Regions from separate parts of the Mus musculus genome. Here all the other regions are linked to region 1. Evidence: chromatin contacts called from public HiCAR-type, HiChIP or PLAC-seq and Micro-C data. All regions are on one chromosome and are shown on one strand. The core of a region is the stretch at or near the end of the contact, and the rest is flanking DNA. Distances in the headings are between cores, read along the strand shown.

Evidence for each region. Hi-C and Micro-C count contacts between places; a contact is called where the count stands out from the background. HiCAR-type assays count read pairs that join an accessible place to other places. HiChIP or PLAC-seq counts read pairs in DNA pulled down with a chosen protein or histone mark.
Region 2: a contact with region 1 is called in an H3K4me3 HiChIP or PLAC-seq map of embryonic stem cells, with 3 times the contacts expected there. The contact joins the enhancer-like site here to the promoter of Bsdc1 in region 1. A contact is called at or near these places in 3 of 39 promoter capture datasets (embryonic stem cells, erythroid cells and neural stem cells), 1 of 484 Hi-C or Micro-C datasets (CD8 T cells) and 3 of 115 datasets of contacts at active chromatin or transcription factors (the SCID.adh cell line and embryonic stem cells).
Region 3: a Micro-C map of embryonic stem cells shows a contact between it and region 1, with 9 times the contacts expected there. The contact joins the promoter of Ptp4a2 here to the promoter of Bsdc1 in region 1. A contact is called at or near these places in 1 of 484 Hi-C or Micro-C datasets (embryonic stem cells) and 2 of 115 datasets of contacts at active chromatin or transcription factors (T-cell acute lymphoblastic leukemia and effector CD8 T cells).
Region 4: a HiCAR-type map of embryonic stem cells shows a contact between it and region 1, with 4 times the contacts expected there. The contact joins the enhancer-like site here to the promoter of Bsdc1 in region 1. A contact is called at or near these places in 9 of 39 promoter capture datasets (3T3-L1-derived adipocytes, the C10 cell line, HPC-7-derived erythroid cells and 6 more), 1 of 15 datasets of contacts at CTCF or cohesin (the NIH/3T3 cell line), 5 of 115 datasets of contacts at active chromatin or transcription factors (embryonic stem cells, memory CD8 T cells and trophoblast stem cells) and 3 of 9 other capture datasets (adipose tissue, liver and pancreatic islet).

The regions. Positions count from the first base shown.
Region 1 is chr4:129,460,380-129,462,972 of GRCm38.p6, forward strand. Bsdc1 (BSD domain containing 1) reads left to right here and starts at 1,300. Exons shown (of 11, transcript NM_133889.2): 1 at 1,300-1,326; 2 at 1,563-1,623. The coding sequence starts at 1,316.
Region 2 is chr4:129,047,831-129,050,423 of GRCm38.p6, forward strand. It overlaps 1700086P04Rik (a long non-coding RNA gene), which reads right to left. Exons shown (of 2, transcript XR_868180.3): 2 at 2,257-2,593. Among named protein-coding and RNA genes, the nearest start is that of Rnf19b, 9.0 kb to the right of the region's middle. Within about 2 kb of position 1,286, at least 212 of the 459 cell types and tissues checked have an H3K27ac peak or open chromatin away from gene starts, as enhancers often do. A contact at or near this core is called in CD8 T cells, embryonic stem cells and neural stem cells, where this site is marked.
Region 3 is chr4:129,819,177-129,821,769 of GRCm38.p6, forward strand. It overlaps Ptp4a2 (protein tyrosine phosphatase 4a2), which reads left to right and starts at 1,303. Exons shown (of 6, transcript NM_008974.4): 1 at 1,303-1,425.
Region 4 is chr4:129,160,724-129,163,316 of GRCm38.p6, forward strand. All of the region lies in intron 5 of S100pbp (S100P binding protein), which reads right to left. Among named protein-coding and RNA genes, the nearest start is that of Fndc5, 25 kb to the left of the region's middle. Within about 2 kb of position 1,283, at least 13 of the 459 cell types and tissues checked have an H3K27ac peak or open chromatin away from gene starts, as enhancers often do. A contact at or near this core is called in embryonic stem cells, pancreatic islet and trophoblast stem cells, where this site is marked.

The sequences.
Region 1 (2,593 bases), core at 50-2,549:
TTTTTCTCCCTTAACAGCCTTATGGTGGTCTACTTTATTTTTTTATTTATTTATTTATTTATTTATTTATTTTTATTACATATTTTCCTCAATTACATTTCCAACGCTATCCCAAAAGTCCCCCATACCCTCCCCCCCACTTCCTTACCCACTCATTCCCATTTTTTTTTTGGCCCTGGCATTCCCCTGTACTGGGGCATATACAGTTTGCGTGTCCAATGGGCCTCTCTTTCCAGTGATGGCAGACTAGGCCATCTTTTGATACATATGCAGCTAGAGTCAAGAGCTCCGGGGTACTGGTTAGTTCATAATGTTGTTCCACCTATAGGGTTGCAGATCCCTTTAGCTCCTTGGGTACTTTCTCTAGCTCCTCCATTGGGAGCCCTGTGATCCATCCAATAGTTGTTAGTTTTTTAGACAGGAGAAATACCAGCAACAATCTTTTTGAAAGTTAGATGGGAGGCCTTGGGGAACACTGGGAGAATTAGTATATAGCTTGTTCCTCAGGCAGGTAAGAGGCTATGGGATCAGGTAGCAGTGATGACCTTGATTACAGTGTAGCCTTCGAGGAGGGGAGTCAACCTCCTGCTGGAGGTGAAGGAGGGGTTTGTGTAGATTGAGGAAGTAGTAGGTAGGGCCACAGGATCTATGTAAATCCCCCTTCCACCACACAATAGACCTCAATTCCCCCCTATCAGTGGGATTTTTCCAGAACACTTTCAGCTAGCGTTTTCTTAAATCGGGCTTAAGAAATAATGTGAATATGTATCTGCCTCTCCAAATGATCCTGGGTGTCATCCCGAGGAGAGCTCTGGATTCTCCCCATAGCCTTACTCTGGCTCTGAGGTCCGCAATCGGAGCTTGCTGAATTAGCCTGCAGCAGAACACCAAGGAGCTGCTACGCGGCTGGCTTCACAAAGGGGGGCGGAACTTAACTCCAGGTTCTAAGAACACAACGTCCCAACCCGGCCTCTCCTTTCCTCGCCTCGCCTTCTAATTGGCGGTCTAACGAGCCTGCCGAAATTGGCCCGGAGAGGCCACTGTAGTCAGGGACTACCGGGAAAGCTAGCGGCTGGTTGGTGGGACCCGAGGACAATCTTACACACCATTGGATCGAGAGTTCAGAGGCGGGACAAATCGCATTTGGGACATGGATTGGACAAAGGCCAGACACATTGATGTAGGGGGGCGGGGACTGGGCGGAGAGTTGTCCTTGTGTTAAGATTGGGGCACGCTCATGGGGGCGGAGCCTGAGGGGGCGGTGCCGTGTCGGAAGTCAAAGGTCGGTAAATAGTGGTGATGTCATGCTGGCAAGATGGCGGAAGGGTGAGCTTGGCGTTCCGCTTTCTGGCGTTGGGGGCTTGGGCTTTTCGAGGGATGGGGTACTGGGCCAGGGGTCCCTGTTGGGGACAGGCTGCCGGTGCGGGTGCGGACTGAGCTGGAAGGGCAGAGCGGAGGCGTGGTGCGAGGGCATGGGGAAGCGGCCGGAAAAGCCTCATCTCCGGCCGGAGGCTGGGCTGGAGTCGCCCGGCAGGGCCGTCAGATGTGTCTGTCTTCCACAGGGAGGACGTGGGGTGGTGGCGGAGCTGGCTGCAGCAGAGCTACCAGGCAGTCAAAGAGAAGGTAAGCCGGGCCAGCACCCTTCCCTCGGCAGGGCACCGCGGCCGTCTCCTTGCAACCAACCCCAGCTAGCCCCTGCTTGGGTTTTTTTGAGCTTCTGTGAGGCCATTTACGAGAAAAGGGTAGAACACCACCACTAACAACATCTTACTCTTAAACAGCAATATTTATTAGAATATGTGACAGTCACTACTCACAGACAGGTTGGGAGGATATAGACCTTAGCCAGACAGATAGTCTTGGGCCTCACAAAGCTCAGTCTGGTGTGGAGGCAGTCAAGCAAAATAGTTGCTTAGTTACTGTTGTGAATACCGGGAAAGGGCAGTCCCTAATTGTCCAGACTAGGGAGTCATGAGCATGCCAAGGAAGGTGTAGCCAAGAATCCGGGTAGAGATGAGGATTGCCATATGCGCTGGTACCTGATGGTGCCTATGTGACTGGTTTACAAAGGGATGAGGGGGGGCCAGAGAGTGGAGACCTGGGGAAGTGGCTGTGATTGTGACTAATGCTTGTCCTTGTCCTAGGCAATGCCAGTTGGTGTTCCTGTTTTATCCCACATTCCTTTATTTACAGGCAGCCCAACTAAGTCGTGGGGTAACTAATTACTGTTTACCTCAAGCAAGTGAAGGGAGTCGTGCTTCAGGGCAGACTCCGAGAGGCTTCTGATCTCAAGTCAGCCCAGTACTTTAGGAACGGTTTTTGTTTGTTTGGTTTTTGGTTTTTTGGTTTTTGTTTTTATTTTCTCCTTGCTCCGGGTTCTCCTGGGAAGCCTCCGCTCAAGCTACAGCTCAGCACATCTGAGAATTCCCTGTGCTGGAAGTTTTATTGATGATGGAGAGGCAGGACTTTACGCTAAGGATTAATATGAGACCTCAAGCATGCAAAGAAAGTGTGCTATCCGGCAGGTGTCCTGTCCTGTGAGGACTCCCCGTGTGTTTCGAGGCTTTCAGGAAGAGACTTAATCTCTCCCTTT
Region 2 (2,593 bases), core at 36-2,535, 410 kb before region 1:
TTATCTGAGCTTCGCCTCCTCTTGATGCCAACTCTTCCTCAGAATATCTAAAGCCATCTGTGGAACAAATCAAAGGCCACACCCTCCTCTCCGGGACTCCACCTAGTCTGCCTCTCGGAAGTTCAAGGCCACACCCTCACCTTAGACAGTTCTATGTATTCTACTAATGCGAATTAGTCTCTTCCCCAAAGTGGAGGTCATGTCCTGAGGGTCTGTGGGTAATTGCATCTCATCCGCAAAAGTATTAAAAAACAAACAAACAAAAAACGTTCACACTGAAAGAGTACAAATAAAATCATGGAACTGTAGCCTCTTTTTCCCCCCTCAGAAAATATGGTATTACAGAACCCACATTTCTTGCCCAGGGGCATGTCTGCCTGCAGAGGTCACACTTTTTTTTTTTTTTTTTTACTTTTGTAGCTTCTGCCTACGGCCATATTTATCTTTCCTCTTCCAATCCTGCAGGCTTTCGAAAGTGTGGCCTTTTCTAAAAGGCATTTTATGGTCCGTTCCCACCTTCCGCTGTTATTATTATTATAAATTTGGGTCTGAAATTTCCCAGCCTCACGGTCGACAGTATTCAAATAATGGCTGTTCCTGGAAAGGCGAGACAATCCAGAAGACTGGAATCTCCAGTAGAAAGGGCTAGTAGAGCCGGAGGGGGCATTCGGGCCAGCAAGGTGTTTATTCTTACCCGATTTTATCTTATTTTTGCAGCCCTAGGTGTTAAACCCAGGGCCTCTACCACCGAAATACATCCATTGTCCCTATTGGGGTTTAAACTAAAAGCTTTATATATTAGAAACGGGGCCCGCGAATCTCCGCGAGCGAGAAAAGCCCCACACTCCCTCCCACAGAGAAGCTGGTGTAGTTGTCCGAGAGAACGACGGATGCTGCAGCCTACCCACCCGCCGGTGCCAGAAGCAGTGGGAGTGACGGGGGGGGGGACTGCAAAGAAAGGGTTTTGAGGCATCCCCTCCAAAGAATGGGGTATCCTTGACCTTAGCGGAAAACACCGCGAGCGCTGCGGCTACAATTCCCTGGTTTCCCTCTCCTCCCTCCCTTCTCTCTTCCCCCCTCTTCTCCCCTCCTCCCTCCCTCTTCGATGCAGCGGACTGCGGAGGAATCCCAGCCTGGCGGGAGCGCCCACCCACGCGACTGCGGCACGCGAGGGGCGGGAGCGGGAGGGCGGGGGATGGCGGGGATACCGGTCTTCCCTGGAAGGCCCTGGAGGGAGGCGAGGGGAAGCTAGTCACGTGGCACCGCCACCAGGCGTTGCGGGATTGGCGGGTGTCGGCTGCTAGGGAGCCGGGGAAACCTGTGGACCCCTCCCCTTGTGGACCCGCGGGGCGCACCCGCACTGCGTGTCTGGGAAGGGTGGGAGTCGTGCTCTCTCTAGGGATGTAATGCCGTGGTCGGGTCCCAAAGTGCTCTGCCCCCGCAGTCTACCAGTGTGGAAACACATCGCTTCCTCTTTCCTTCCCAGCTTCTGCTCTTCCCACCTGCCGGTGGCTCTAAAGAGCTGCCTGGAGGCTTTATCTGAGCTAGCTGGAGCGTCCCTTGACTTAGAATTTTTCGATTTGACTCAGACTAGAGAGGGAGCAGAATTCCAAAGAGGTCTGCCCCCCTCAAGCCCCACGCAACCAGATCGACCCTCATCTTCCATGTCTGCTCTTGCGTCTTGGGCAGAAACCGGAGAGCTAGCGCCACTGCTGCTCGGGTGAAATCTGTATGATTAAAAAGCCTGTTACATTTATTACGAAATATTTAACTCTCGTTTTTATTCAACGCATTAAATATTTAAGTCACTAGCTTCCCTCCTTTGCGTTCATTCTGACTTGTAATTACGGTTATTTGTGTGGCTGTTGCTAACCGGGCTTCTGCTTGGAATGTAAGTTCCACGAAGGGGGGAGGGGCGTGTGTTTTATCTATCCTTGTAACAGCAGCACACTGCGGGTGTAGGAGGCTTTATATTTTCTCCTCTCTCTGGAGATGTAACAATGAACCAACAGTAGGTAGAGCAAAGCGGCGAGATGGCTCAGCTGATAAAGGCATCCACTGTCAAGGGGACAACCTGAGTCGGGCTCTCCAGACCGCATAATGGAAGGAGAGAACTGACTCTTGCTCAGACCTCCACCGGCACTCAATGAGAGGAAAAAGCAAGCAAAATCTGTTGTTGGTTAGTACCTGGGTTCAGTTCTCAGACACACACACACACACCGTATACAAGCAAAAAGAGCCAAGAAGTGTAAGTCATAAGGGAAAGGTCAGTTGGTTGACATTTATTAAACATTTTGTGTTACACAAAGGACTAGGGTATGAGGCTTTCCTGGATGAAGGGAGGTGAAGACCTAAGCCAAACAAGTTCAGCATGAAGCTGCCTTGGGATCGATCAGAGCCTGCCCTTCGAAAAGCAGCCACCTGTGGTCACCTCTGCCTGGGGTAGTGGGAAGGGTGCTCCCAGACGTTCCTGTCTAAGGTTCTTTCCTGGGCAGATGGAGAGACTCTTCAAGAGAGTTTCTGCCTGTGCCTGCTGTTTTTTTTTTTTTTTTTTTTTTTCCTGCTGATGCAGATTGATGGAAACAACGTCTTC
Region 3 (2,593 bases), core at 53-2,552, 360 kb after region 1:
AGAAATCAAGATGCATGAACTGGCTTATAACTTCTGGCCAGGTTTCAAAAGCAAAAGGCAAACAAAAACAAAACAAAACAACACAACACAAAAAACCTCCTTCCATTAGAGAATCTCTAAGATAATCTTCAAAACTGTTAAAATCCAACTCAAACTTTTTTTTTTTTTTGAGGCTCCCAAGAGTTGAATTTAGGGCCTCACATGCAAGGCAAGCTTTTCCCAGAGTTCTATTCCCAGTTCCAATTCTAGAGGTGCTTTCTTTCTGTAGACCAGGCTGGCCTTGAACTGGGTTTAAAGGCATAGGCCACCACCGCCAGACTTTTTTTTTTAATCACGCCCATTCTTCATACTTTATTTAAGTATTGAAGAGTATCTGTGCTGTGAAGACAGTATTCCGCTTAATAGTTGAGAATACCTAGGAAAAAACTTTTTCCTTAATTCTGCATTTCCGTATCTAAAGAGTCTGTGTGTTGCTTGCCCGATAGAGGTCTGGGGAGCAGGGCAGAGAGACTTCGCAGAGATGTTCGAGGCCTCCAGGAAGGACAGCCAAGTATAAGGTACTCGGTTCCCCACTTCTGAGCTGGAAATCCCCGAGCTCAGGCCCCGGTTGCCGCCCAGTCCCAGTCCCAGACCCAGCGGGATCTGGCTCGAGGCGCCTCCCGGGATCCGGAATCCGCCCGCGACCTTGCGGGTCACTGGGTGGCCAGAGGCGCTAACTTAGACCCAGGTGCGGATGGGCGAGTCGCAGAGTGGGCGGGCGCTTCCCTCAGCCACGTTCGTCACCCCGCTACCCCCACCCCGCGCCGGTCACATGTATACGCCTTCCGTCGCCCCCAGTGCCGAGCGCAGCAAGCCACGCGGAGGCGGAGCGCGGGAGGCGCCCAGGGCAGTGGGTCAAAGCTCTGTAGGCAGAGTGGGTGGGGCCAACCGCCGCGAGCCGCCGGCAGCCAATCATCGGTTCCGAGGGCGTGGCTGCGCCGCGCGCGCCGCGCCCCGCAGCGCCCCCTGAGGGGCGGCGGCGGGAGCTGGTCCGGCTGCGCGCGCAGCGGTGGTGGCGGCGGCGCGATCGGCCGGGCTGTAACCGTCGTTCGTCCGGGAGCGGCTGGAGCGGCAGCAGCGGCCGGGCACGGCGCGAGGCGACGCCAGCGGGCAGCGGCGGTAGCGGGGGCAGCGGCGGCAGCGGGGGGGGAACACAGCGGCGGTCGCGGCAGCAACAGTAGCAGCAGCAAGACGGACTCGTGGACACGCGCCGCCGCCGCCGCCGCCGGGCCGGGCCGGGTGTCGCGCGCCGAGGCTGGGGGGGAGTCGTCGCCGCCGCCGCCGCCGCTCCCGCCGCCGCCGCCGCCGCCGAGGTGACTGAGGAGAGAGGCGCCTCCTCGCTCCCGCCTCCGCCGGCCTTCAATGCCCAGTCCCCAGCTTGCCAGCGTGAGTGCGCCCCTCCCGGGCGGCCCCGCGCGGCGCCCGGGCCTCGGGCAGGGGAGGGCGGGAGGCGCCGCTGCCATTAGAGCAGGCCCGAGACACGTCCCCGGAAGGAGGGCCGGGCCGGGCCAGGGGCGGGGAGCGCGGCTCGAGGTGGGGTGAGCGAGCGAGAGAGCGAGAGAGCGTAGAAGAATGCGGGAGAAGGTGCGTGTGCGGGCAGCATGTGTCCTTGTGGGGGCGAAGGTGTGGTGAGAGCGAGTGGGGACGAGGAGGAGCGTGGCGGACTAGGTGGTGTGCAGGGGTGCGCCTGCGTTTGTCCGGCGCGTGAGCACAGGCATCCTGGAGGCCCCTTGGTCTTTGTGTTGATAGGGAACCCTTCGCGTCCAGGGACTTAATTCACTCAAGCGTGGGATCCCTGAGTTGCAGTCAAGTAAGAGAAAAGGGTCTGAGTCTCCCGTGACGCTGATCTCTGGCGTTCTTTCCCCTTTTCGTAAAAATGTATTGTAAATTTATGAATTTCCAGAGATGTCTTTGCCATCCTCCCCACCCCCATTTCCCAGCGCTAACCATCCAAGCTTGACTCTTGTCCCGGAGTCTGAGTTTTAGCCGGTAAAGTATTCGGAAGCGTAAACTTTTTTTTTTTTGGCAAATGCTCAGTGTTGAGGTCAAGGCTATTTAATGAGGTAAGCCGCGGTATCTTTTATCTGTGACTCTCTCGTATCCTTCTGCAGAAAAGCGCCTAAGAAACGGTCATAAATATCGATAAAGTGCCATAGTTTAGTTTCTGCCCTTGGATTTGTCACGAAGTATAAAGTGACTAATCTAGCGTCATTGTAGGCATTCAGCAAATGTTTCAGTTTGGAGTCGCTATTGCTGGATTAGTATATGGTATTTACTTGCTTCCCCGCTCTGTGTTACTGAGCTGTTTCAGACAGGAAGTGAGAGAAGTTGAGCCTTGTTAGTGTGCAAGAGGAAACTAAGACTATAGAAGAACTCACATTATCAGAGCTTCGTTTTTTGATCCTGACACTCTTAGTTTTGGATCGGATGATCGGAAAGAATTGTTAATGGACTTTTTCTATGGGGGATGCAGAAGAAGTTCTTTTGTTTCATTTGTTTTATTGGACTTTTAGAAGTTCCAAATAGGTTCTTGATTTGGTATCATCTCAAATGC
Region 4 (2,593 bases), core at 33-2,532, 300 kb before region 1:
AATTTTTACAAAATGGGTTGGCAAGATGGCTCAGCAGGTCAAGGCAGTTGCCACCATCCCTGCCAACCTAAGTTTAGTCCTCATAAAACAGAGGACAGAACCCACTCTAGCCAAGCTGTCCTCTTATTCTCACGCATGTATTGCCTCCCCACACACCCCTCTCTCTCACACACACACACAAAACACACACACACACACACACACACACACACACACACACAAACAGGACTGCTAAATACAACTATTTTGTTAAAAAAAAAAAGCCAGGTAGTCATAACCACTAATAATCCCAGTGCCAAGGAGGTAAGACGCAGGCAGATCGCTAGGGTTCACTGGCCTATCTTAATTTACAAGCTCCAGGCCAATGAGAAACCTTCAAACAAAAAACTAAGGTGGATGCCTCCTGAAGAATGAAACCTGAAGTTGTCCTCTGGGACATACAGACATAAACAGACACACCATGAGATACTTGTCTCATTAATAAGGCAGTGGCTATTACTAATAACTGCTTGTTTGAGACAGAGTTTCATCATGTAGCCCTGGCTGGCACGGAACACATTACATAGACCAGTCTGGCCTTGAACTCTGCCATCTTCTGACTCCTAAGTACAGGAATTAAGGGCATCCATCATCATGCCCAGCCTAAGCATTTCTTTTTAAATATAAATTATTACTTTCTTTCATTTATTGAGGCAGGGTCTTATTGTAGCCCAGGCTTAGAACTATCTTACTTCCCTCCCCCAAGTGAGAACTGTAGGCATGAGCCACTACACCTGATCTATCTTCTTAGGGACAGAATAAATCATTTTGCTTTAAAGATAAACTTTTTGGGGTTCTTCAAGTACTCCGTTGTAGGGAGCAAGTCCTCAGTGAAAGTGTTCTGGTGACTTGTCACAGTCATGTCAAGAGCCAAGGCCTCAGAACCATAGACTGGCAAAATTCTTCCTGGGGTGAGTGAGACTCAGAGGGATGGCAAAGCTTTCCTCTTGTCCAAGTGCCAATGTTGACAGTCTGTGCGGAAAATGGCCACTGTAGCTCCATCTCCCTGATGTTTATGGCCTGAAGATTACTTCCCTACTGAGATCTCTTCCTGGCTCAGTTGTATCCAATAACCTGGCCTCCTCCTTCACTGTATATAATAAACATGCTGAGCTTCCAAGGTGCGGCTGTTTCTCAGCTGGGAGTCCAATCCACCTGACCTTGGCTTTTTCTGTGCCTGTGTGTGTGTGTTAGTTTTTCATGCCGCTGCCTATTTAGGTCAATCTCTGGAGCTGTGCAGAGAATTCCATCAATGTATCCTCTCTGCAGGTGATGCCTTTGTTTTTGCTGGCCTTTGTATAGAGAGGCCATTAAAAGCCTGCATCCAGCACTTCAGAGGCAGAAGCAGGCAGATCTCTGAGTTTCAAGCCACCCAGGTATACAGAGTGAGTATTAGGACAACCAGGACTACACAATGAAACCCTGTCTCGAAAAAACAAGAGAGAGGAGAGGAAGAGAGGAGAAGAGGGGGAGGGGAGGGGAGGGGAGGGGAGGGGAGGGAGATGAAGGGAGGAGGGGGAGGGAGAGAGAATACTCAGTGCCAAAACCTCGTCCACCCAGAGTCATGGAGGTTTGGACTAGTCTTGGGCTTGCCTATTTCAGTGTGATATTGGGCATATATATGCACACAGCACATATACACATAAACACAATAAATAAATAATAATTTAAACATTCAGAAAAGAGCTGGGTGGTGGTGGCGCACGCCTTTAATCCCAGCACTTGGGAGGCAGAGGCAGGCGGATTTCTGAGTTTGAGGCCAGCCTGGTCTACAGAGTGAGTTCCAGGACAGCCAGGGCTACACAGAGAAAACCCTGTCTCGAAAAACAAACAAACAAAAAAATAATCAGAAAAATATATTGCCAAGGCAGGTGTGCTGACACACGCACGTGGGAGGCAGAGGTCTGTGAGTTTCAGGATAGACAGAGCTATAAAAGACTCAAGAATCTGAAAGGTGCTCCTACCATTTTTTTTTTAAATAAGATACTACAATGCCCAGCTAGAAGCTACTGAGGAAGCTAATGTAGAGGAATCCCTTGAACTCAGATGTGTTAGGCTTGCCTGGGCAATATTATACAAAGTATTAAAAAAAAAAAATCAAGGTCCAGAATTGTTAAGGAATTTGTCTAAGGTCACAGAGTTTCAACAATGTAATATTACCAGAGTTGAGTATCCTTGAAAGCAAGAATCTTATTATAGTATGTCTTACACATTCAGGCTGTACCTTAATACAGCACTGGGTAAAGAGGGTGCAACAATTTTGTTTCTGTCCATTCAACAAGAAATGGTGTTTCTTTTGGTTCTCCTGTAGGTTTTTTGTTTTGTTTTTTTTTTCCCCCCTGAGACAGCTCCTCTGTATAGCGCTGAAACTCATTTGGTACATCAAGCTGGCCTCAAACTCAGAAATCGACCTCCCTCTGCCTGCTTCTACCTCCCGGGTCCTGGAATCAAAGGTGTCTGCCACCACACTCTGCAAAAAGCTAATTCTTAGAGGCTGTGTGACACATGCCTTTATTTCCAACACTCAGGAGGATGGATATCTGCATTAGAGATG